Linked DNA regions of Mus musculus: region 1 is linked to region 2. A link is a contact called in public Hi-C data. All regions are on one chromosome and are shown on one strand. The core of a region is the stretch at or near the end of the contact, and the rest is flanking DNA. Distances in the headings are between cores, read along the strand shown. Region 1 holds the start of Tpmt (thiopurine methyltransferase). Region 2 holds the start of Tbc1d7 (TBC1 domain family, member 7).

Region 1 (4,845 bases), core at 1,572-4,071, 3.9 Mb before region 2:
AACCAAGCACGACTTCCAGAAGTTTCCAATCTTTGCACCCGAACAGTGGAAAAAAGACACAAATAAGCATCAAGAAATGTCTAAAGAAAGCAGCATACTGTACGAGCTATTCAACCCGACCGAAAGTTCTTAAGGCAGTGCATCGTCATCTTTAATTATTCAACTGAGAGAGGGTCGTGTGCTCCCACTCTGTTAAGCACTGAATGTAGCCTGCATCTTACTGATGCTTAGTCCTTGGGTCTTCATTAGAGCGAAGGGAAAACAATGTGAGTTGCGAGTTTGCAAACTAGTGTGTTTTAAAACATGCTCCTAGAAATAAAGTATTATTGTAACAAGCACAGTGAACCCTTCCCTACCTACCTGGTTTTCTTGTTAGCACGGGGATTTTACGTGGATCCCTGGCCACTCCAGCTGTTGGCAATCTTCCTGCCTGTGTCAAGAATGCTGGGATTGCAGGTGGAAGCCCTGCCTCTGGCTGCTCCCTCCCACCTGGTTCTTCAGTGAAGACACCTAACTGACTAGAGTTTCGTGGTCCAAGTTTTATAAGTCTATTTCTTCCTAATTTTAAATGAAGAGTTTTAGTTTTCTTTTGGTTAAAAAAAAGTGTTAAAAGTGAATATACATGCAAATATGTCAGTATTTAGAATTATGTTTAAATAACTCCCAGGTGTTCTGAACGTAGTTTATTGAAGAGTTTAAACACCAACACATAAAATTCATAAAAACTGGAGTTCAAAAGAATCGAAAATAAGAGTAAAAATTTACGGTGGAGGCAGCATTACTTGTAAGAACAGGACAAACTACTAGAAACTTCTCTGTTAATGAAAGAAACTGAAATCTCCATGGGTCATTTAAAATAGGCAAGCTGAGTGCGTCATATTCCCAAGATAAACTGAGTTACGGAAATACAGACCCAGTGCTATAATTTAATATTCAACACCCAACCCAATAATTCAATTCTTAATTCCCTATTGCCCTGCGTCTTTTCTCAACTGTTCCCCGTGTGGAAGACAATTATTGACGAGAGAATTTTCTCACATACCCTCTGAAGAAAACCTCCGAAAGGATTCCACAATATATTGTGTAAGCATTCAAAGCAGATGTGGTTGGTGGCTTTGTATTTGCTGCAGAAAGGCTGGGGCAGAAGGATTGCTTTGAGTTGGGAGGCTGAAGACTAACCAACGCTTTTTGAGCTGTGCCTGGGTTAAGAAAGGGATTCCCCACACCTGGCGTGGTCTGCTGCTTGCTCGAGAACTTGGGCCTCGGTGGCTGGGTTCCAGATCACTCAACCCCAACTTTCTGCAGCTGGGCCTGCTTCTCTTACAGGCCAGCTGCGCCGACTATCAGCCATATGGACCGGGACCTGGTGGTGTGCAATCCCAAGGAAGGCTTGCTTGAGCCCTCATCAGCGGCCCTCGCGGCAGATGCCCAAGGTATCCGCTACACCAGCGAACCTGACGGCGCCTCGCTGCCCAAGGTGGGGATCGCAACCTGGGATCCCTCCTCCTGGCCGCGGTGCTCCCACTGCCCCACACAGGAGCCCAGCGTGGGGTTTCTCCTCACCACCACAGAGCGGGAAGGGAAGCCTGGGCCCCTCCTACCAAGCTTTGGGGATTCCCGACCACCCTGAGTGGGGAAGGCAGTCTGGTGTCCCCCCTCCTGGCTGCGGGGTTTCCACGTCCCTGGTGGGAGCACAGTATAGGGTCCCTCCTTTTGGCTACGGGGTTCCCTGGTCCGCAAGTGGGACCGCAGCCTAGGGTCTCTCTTCGCGACTGGCGGGGGGTGGTTTCCACGGCCCCGAGTGGGAGCCCAGAGTGGGGTTCCCTCCTTTGGGCTAAGAGATTCCTACAGTGGGGTAACTCCTCTACGTTAAGGGGCTCCTACAGCTCCGGGTGGGAGCAGAGAAAGGGGTCCTGCCTCCATGTAGATGGGTTCCCTACAGCGCTGGGTGGAATCCCAGAGTAAGACCCCTCCTCCAGGCTGCGGGGTTCCCATAGCCCAGAGTGGAAATCCAGACTGGGGTCCTGTCCACCCGGTCCGCAGCTGGTGCCGGCGCCAGAGTGCCAGGTGCAGCCGCCGCCCAACTCACCTCCGCCCGGCCGAGGCGCAAGCAGCTCCCTGCAGGGTTCCAAGAGAGCGACGAGTGGGAAAGCCCGCGGCGCCGCAACCCCGCAGCCCAGCGCGGGAAGCCCCGGCTTGCACAGGGTCCCCCACGCCACCCCTTCCAAACGCGGGACGCCGGGGAGCCCCGGGGAACGCGCGCGCCTCCAGACCAGGCTCAACACACAGCCGGCCGCTTTGTGCGGAGCTGTCACCCGAAGCCCGCCGCCACCCCCAAGCGCGCCCGCGTGAGGCTCGAGTCCCTACCTCAGAGCGCTGGCCAGGGGGCGAATGCTGCCCTGGGCTGCACCGGGCTGCACCGGACGGCCTGATCCGCACTGCCAGCTGCAGCAGCTCGGCCGCCGCCGCTTCCGCCCCTATCACGCCGTGACCCGGAGTGGGAGGAGCGCACAGGCCCAGGGAGCAGGAGGGTCCCGGCGCTCGCCCCGCCCCGATGATTTCCGCCACTGCGCAATCTCGGCAGCTGCTAAGGGCGGGGCCCTACGCGTTCTGGGCGGAGACCTTGCTTCGGGGCGGGGCTTAGGTTTGAAGGTGGGGCCTGGGCGGCCTGGGTGGGGTCACAGGGTCCTGGGAGGGGCCTGCGCGCCCTGGGCGTGGTCTGCACGCTGGGCGGAGCCTGCGTGTCCTGGGCAGAGTTCTCACGCCCCGGGCAGGGCCTATAGGACCGGAGCCTGGATAATCTTTTCCGGGGTGGGATCAGACCACATTGGGCGGGGCCTTCGCCCCTGGGGCGGGGCCTGTGAGTCCTTGCACAGCTCCCGGCTTACAAAGGCGGGCTAGTGTCTGAGAGGTAAGCAGCTAGCTGCAGCCAAGGTAAGTAAGTTCTCAACCGGTAGTAAAGGCGGTCATCTGCTAAGACTGTGTGAGCCTGTTACAGCGTTTTTTCAGAATGGGGCTCCCGAAAAGCATGGATGACCCAGCTACTTGAGTCCCGAAAAGGGGTTCCGATAACCGCAGCAAAAACTGGGAATAAATGATCAGACTAGAAATGCTTTGAGTCCGATGTATTAAGTAGCCCCTTGCTTAGTGGTGTGTTTCAGATAACAATGTCCACGTGTAAAATACTGAGCCATCCTGGAGATTTGTGGACTTCAGTGAAGTTAGCTTTTCAGTTTAATGAAATTCAAAAATAAAACTAAAGCAGAACCCAAGCATTGTTGTGTACGAGGAAGCTGAGGCAGGAGGATCAGGGCGAGCTAGAGGTCAGCCTGTACTATATAGTGAGTTCTAGATAGACCCTCTGTTAAAAATGAAAAAAAAAAATCCTAGGCAGAAAAAGATGTTTTTTAGGTAGGCATATTGGACGTAAACGTTTGTTAGTGGGAGTTATTGCGGATCTGTCTTTTCTCAACCTTGTACTTTGCACCTTTATTGTTTTTAGAATTTTTTTTTTTCTCAAAAAATGATCAGTGAGCACCACTCTGAGGCGCTGTTACAACAGCTAAGTGGTTGTGTTTAACAGCCCCAGCTTCGGTGAGGTAGAGCTGGGTGGGCTAAAGATCTTTCTTCTGTGTTCAGGAGAGCCCTTGTTTCTGTAGGGCACCTTTGGGCATCACAGCTTCTGATAGAGAGTGGAGATGGGAGGAGAGCGATTCTCTTGCTTTTCTGTATCCACAATAATCCCATACTTCCCTCCGACCTCTCAGAATGCTGGACTCTGCCCCCTGACATGAGCATCAGGGAAAAGCCTTTTGTTAGCAAATACTTGGCTGTGAAGTGCATTTCCGTTCCCAGAGTTGATGGGGATGGTCCTTCTTTAATCCTAAGCACAGAAGCTAAATCATGCAACAACAGGACATTTCCTTACATTACTGCCTTTGTGACATGTTTGCTGGTTCACAGATTCAAGACATATGATCACCAATGATTTAAAGGGCAGGTTGGAACTGTGGAATTTTTTTTTAGTTTTTTTTTTTTTTTCCTTATATGAACGAATGTCTTGCCTGTATTGGATCCACTGCAACGGGGTTACAGACAGCCACGAGACACCTTGTGGTTTCTGGGAATTGCACTGGGTTCTTTTCAAGAACAACAAGTACTCTTAACTACTGCTGGGATTGAAGGCATGCTGCCATTCATATCTTATTTGTTTTTGAGAGAGTCCTGCTACGTAGCCCTGGATGGCCTGGAATCTACTATATAGATCATGTCGGCCTGGAATTTGCAATAACCCTCTTGCCTCTATCTCCCAAGTACTGGGGGCATGTGACGACTCTCCTGTCTTTAATGCTGATATGTGTTTTTAAAGCTATTGCCCTAGGTAGAGGGTTTTGTAGCGTTCATTAATAGAATCACAATGTTCCTGAATGACATCATTGTAGATGTCTTTCCACTTAGGCACTGGAGACACCAACCTCAGAGACAAAAATTGTCTACAACCCGTGGATGGTACCATGTCCCTTGATATGAAAGAGCACCCTGATGCTGAGGTACAAAAGAACCAAGTACTAACCCTGGAAGACTGGAAAGAGAAGTGGGTGACCCGTCACATCTCATTCCATCAGGAGCAAGGGCATCAGTAAGACATGTTTGGTCTCTGGCAGAGAAATGCTTTAATCAGAAACTGACTCTAGCGGGTGTGTACCTTGGTGGGTAGAGAGACCTTAGCATGAAGGAAGGTCTTGGTTTGTTCTGCAACACTGAACAAAACTGGGCGCAGTGGCATATGCATGTAATATCAGCGTTTGAGAGATGGAAACAAAAGCATTAGAAATTGAAGCTGCA
Region 2 (4,606 bases), core at 1,381-3,880:
TGGGTCATCAGCAGTAAGTACAGCCTTGCACTACCTGCTAGGTCCACGAGGAGAGCACACAGGACAATGGTTCCGTAAGATTATATGTGTGGTGGCGCATGCTCATAATCCTGGCACTTGGAGGAAGGCTGAGATAGAAAGACCACAAGTTTGAGGCCAGCCTGGTCTACAGAGTTAAGGTGCTTAGAAAAACAGATTATGTGGCCCAGTTACATCTTAATTATCTTATTTTGTTTAGTATGCTCTATATTTTCCCAACTTCAAAATGTCTATTGAGGCATCATTCCTCAGAATGTATTTCAGCTAATCAACACGAACCGTATCTTACAGTTTCCAGTTGAAGATCAAACACCCATCTCTACCCTACCTCCAATCTCAAAAATCCCCTCTGCACAAAAGGCTCCACCTTTCCAGGTCTGAAACCTCCCCTAGACCATACCTCCAACTGTGGGGTAAACATCCACACACATGAGCCTCTCGGGGACATTCTGTGTCCTTTCTGCTTGGTGAACAGAGGTCCTTTTATGCTTTGTTCAGGAACTTCTACCTGCAAGGTGAGGACGGACCTGTGGCCTACTGGGTTGGTGGAGACAAAATCCCCAGCCTGCCTTGGCAGTTTGGTTTTCCCCTTTACAGGACAATGTGCCGCCTATCTGAACTCACTGCTGTTGCTGCCCTCTGCTGTTTCTATTGAGAATTACAGGGTACTGGGTTCCTGGGGCTGCCGGGCTGGTAAAATGCCACGTTTGTGGTGGGGATCCCTGACGTGCATTCTGCTTAAGATTTGATTAAGCATCCTAGAATTCATTTTCGAGGCACCTTCACACCTCCGCCCTTCACTTTGACATGGACATACAACCCGCAGCAGCTTCTGGGTGCTGCTTGCAAATGCAACCACATAGAGCCCAGCCTTCCCACAACTGAATGTTAACAGTCAATTCTCAAACCGTTTTACTTTCTCCTTTTGTTTGTGCCCCATGACATGCCCAGACTGGAGTGGAGTCTCAAATATGCTATGACTTCCATTTCATACACACATGTCCAGGTTGTCATTTCCTGCCATTATGATTTAGTGAGTACTTTAAAAAGTGGCAATTGGCGTGGACCCAGGCCCTTTTGTATGCTATCTGAGGGTTTCTATTGCGGTGATGAAACAGCCTGACCAAAAAGCAAGTTGGGGAGGAAAGGGTTTATGAGGCTTACACTTCAACAGACCTGTTCATCACTGGAGGAAGTCAGGACAGGAACTCAAATAGGGTAGGAACCCAGAGGTAGGAGCTGGTGCGGAGGCCATGGAGGGATGCTGCTTACTGCCTTGCTCCCCATGACTTGCTCAGCCTGCTTTCTTACAGAACCCGGGGCCACCACAATAGGCTGGACCCTCCATCAATCACTAATTAAGAAAAAGCTGGGTCTCATGGAGGTGTCTTCTCATTTGAGGCTTCCTCCTTTCAGTCACTCTAGCTTGTGTCAGGTTGAGGTAAGATTAGCCAGCTCAGCATGTGACTTCACCACTAGCTGCACTCACTCACAGCCTTAAAAATCCCTAACTCTCCGGCCCAGGTACTGCTTTCTCTGCAGTAATTTCCCAACACTCATGGGGACAGCGCCTCACTGCGGCCGTGTTACCTCCTTGGCTTGTTACTGTGATAAAAATACTTGAAGAGACCTCGGGAGGAAGGGCTTACAATGTGAGTGAGCCAGATTGGCACTAACAATCCAAAAAACGAATCAGTAGTCCGTCCCAGACAGCTATATCTTCCTAATAGTTCCCTAATTCAGTCCTTGCTTCCAACTCAGTGCCACCTGGGGATGGACAAAGAACATGCTCTCCGTGACAAATCACACAGGATGCCCCAGTTCTGTCCAGCGGCTCGCAGCTTCCCCAAGCAAGCAGCCTTAACTGACTGCGCGCTTGGCATTCTAGGTCTGAGTAGCTGCCAAAAGGCAAATGGCAGCAACTGCCCCTTTGCACAGTAAACGATGAACAAATGGTTTTGCTTATCCCTCCTTGATCATTGGGGGACCAATAAGTTTTTGTTTTTAAGTTTTAAATATTTGTGTATAAAGGTTTTGTCTGCGTGCATGAGCACCATGCGCGTGCCCCGTACTGGCAGAAATCAGAAGGGGTAGTTTGGAATTCCTGCAACTGGAGTTATTGATGGTTGTGAATCACCACGTGAGTGCTGGGATTTGAACCCGGGTTCTGTACAAAAGCCGTAAGTGCTCTTAATTGTCGAGCTATCTCTCCTGCCCATCACTCAGTTTTTAATAGCTGAGGACTTAACTGATTTGCTTTCTCATGGTCACTTGGAACGTTTGGAAGAAGAAGTGCAGCCCAATCGATTAGCAAAGGCTCGTTTCCGATTTTCCACCGGGCGAGGTGGAAGAAACACCGCCTGAGGGATCCCGGTTTCCACGGGGCAGAAGAGTGCCCTAAGCAAGCACTCTGAACGAAGGGGAGACGATCACCAGGGTTTCGGGATCGAGGTGAGAGGGACAGACGTGGATACTCAAGGGCGCACAGACTCGGCCGCTACCACCTCTCAGGGCTTCAGCTTCACCCGGTTAACATCCACGTGTGGGTGGGACTCCCAGCAGATGTCCTCTGCGCACGCGCATCCGGGGCGACGTCACGTCCGGCGGCGGGAGTTAGAGGCGGAGAGGGCCGGGCCGGGTGTCTCATGGCATCGCTCCCCTCGCTCGCTCGGCCCTGACGCTTATGGTTCCGTCTGCCTGCCGGTAGCACAGCGTTGCCGGGCCGGTTCTCCGCCGCCTCCCGGATCTCTGAGTCTGAGCCGGGTGTGTTTGCTCTACTCGAGGTGAAGCGTGCATACCGGGAGAGCGGGGCCTGGGGCTTCACTGGGTTGTGGGCACCTTTCCCGCAGGTGGAGTCACCTGGGCAAGATTTGACAGCGCATCTTTCAGGGCGACTCCTGTGCCATCACAGTGCAGTCCCAGGAATGCTGTCGATAGACGACAGGGGCAGCGAATGCTTAAAAATACAAAAACCAAAAGAGCCCTCAAACTACAGATTGCATTTTAATCTTTGGGTTTTTTTTTTTTAACAGCTATGAAGAGGCCGTGGAACTCTTTAAAGGCAATTCTAAATTCTAAATAGCTTTTTTCAAAAATGAATTGCAATCTTCCCCATAACAGAAGCTGTTCAGATATCTAACTCCCAACAAGAAGTCCAAACTCCCCTGGTTATCTGGGGACGTCTCGGGGGCTTTTAGTAGCTGAGGACTTTATTCTTTGGAAGAATGTTTGCATCTTTAGTGCCTAGTCACTAAACCTAGTTTGATCTTTTCTTTTGGTTTACCATTAATATCACAAAGACTGTTCTGAAAGAATTATGTATTCTCTGAGATGATTTGAGTGCTCTTGCCAGATTTTTAGCCGTCTTCTGGTTATACTTTAATGCTTTTTCTCTGTTGGAGTTTTGTATTTTGATAATACAAAACTTGGTAGAATTGTGTTTATAGGAAGAAAAATAAGGGCAGGACTTAGGGCTTCCCTCCACCCCCTTCTAATTTCTCCAAATGCCTATTTTCGAGAGGACAGCTAAGCAAAACAAAACAAAAACCAAACCAAAACAAACAAACAAACAAAAAAGGAAATTAAGGTCACCTAGAATTTTACTAACTGAATAACTTGTTAATATTTTGGATGTCTCCTCTTATTTTAAAACATACCTATCTTGGACCAGAAGCCGTGGTCCACACCTTTTACCCCCCGCACCTAGGAGGCAGAGAGTTTGAGGCCAGCCTGGGCTACTTAGTGAGACCTTAGTTGTAAAACTGGAAGCAGAATTAGTACACACCACTGGTTAGCCCCATTTATATAACATATCCTGCCAGCTTTTCTAATTCATCTTATTTGTTCATTTGTATTTTGTTCATTCATGAGAACAAGGTATTTCATTGTGCCAGGGGTTCTTATAAGAAGGAACCCTAGAGGCCCCCTCTGTGCTACCTATTTTAGTAGCTTGGAGGGCAGCTGACCTATATCTTCATATCTATATCTTTGGCCAAGTTGCATTAGGAAGGTGGGATAGGGTTGTGTGGATCCAAAGATTTAATGCTCCTTGCTTAGGGCCAGGCAATTTATCATATTTGACTTATTGAAAAGGCCGAGAAAAATCACCTAATGTCCTTCCCAATTCTTCTTTCTTTGGTTTTAGGCTCACCTAAAAAAAATCCCTCCAAGGATGAAACATGACTGACGACTCTCAGAGGAACTTTCGATCAGTCTACTATGAGAAAGTCGGGTTTCGTGGTGTCGAAGAAAAGAAATCACTGGAAATCCTCCTGAAAGATGACCGTTTGGGTGAGTCTCAGCTGCATATGTTCATTAGTTCAAAGTTACCAGGTAAATATTTCTGCAAAAGACTCAAAGCAGTACTTATTACTTGGTGTGTGTGTGTGTGTGTGTGTGTGTGTGTGTGTGTAATCAGAGTGGTGTAGTTTAAGGAAAATTGAAGATTTTTCAGATTCATTGAGAGGCAGAAGGTTGTTATAAAGCTTCGTAAAAAGCAGACATTGCTTAGTGTGGTGGTGGAAAACATTTATCCTGGCAGTGTGGAAGCAGAGGCAGGGGGATCTTT

The links. Hi-C and Micro-C count contacts between places; a contact is called where the count stands out from the background.
Region 1: a contact with region 2 is called in a Hi-C map of CD8 T cells, with 5 times the contacts expected there. The contact joins the promoter of Tpmt here to the promoter of Tbc1d7 in region 2. A contact is called at or near these places in 3 of 484 Hi-C or Micro-C datasets (B cells, CD4 T cells and CD8 T cells).

Annotation. Positions count from the first base shown.
Region 1 is chr13:47,041,193-47,046,037 of GRCm38.p6, reverse strand. It overlaps Tpmt (thiopurine methyltransferase), which reads left to right and starts at 2,821. Exons shown (of 9, transcript NM_016785.2): 1 at 2,821-2,934; 2 at 4,459-4,639. The coding sequence starts at 4,515. It overlaps Kdm1b (lysine (K)-specific demethylase 1B), which reads right to left and starts at 2,539. Exons shown (of 21, transcript NM_172262.3): 1 at 2,368-2,539.
Region 2 is chr13:43,169,525-43,174,130 of GRCm38.p6, reverse strand. It overlaps Tbc1d7 (TBC1 domain family, member 7), which reads left to right and starts at 2,630. Exons shown (of 8, transcript NM_001252639.1): 1 at 2,630-2,822; 2 at 4,184-4,329. The coding sequence starts at 4,218. Gm40929 (a long non-coding RNA gene) reads right to left here and starts at 2,309. Exons shown (of 4, transcript XR_873309.3): 1 at 2,289-2,309; 2 at 440-547.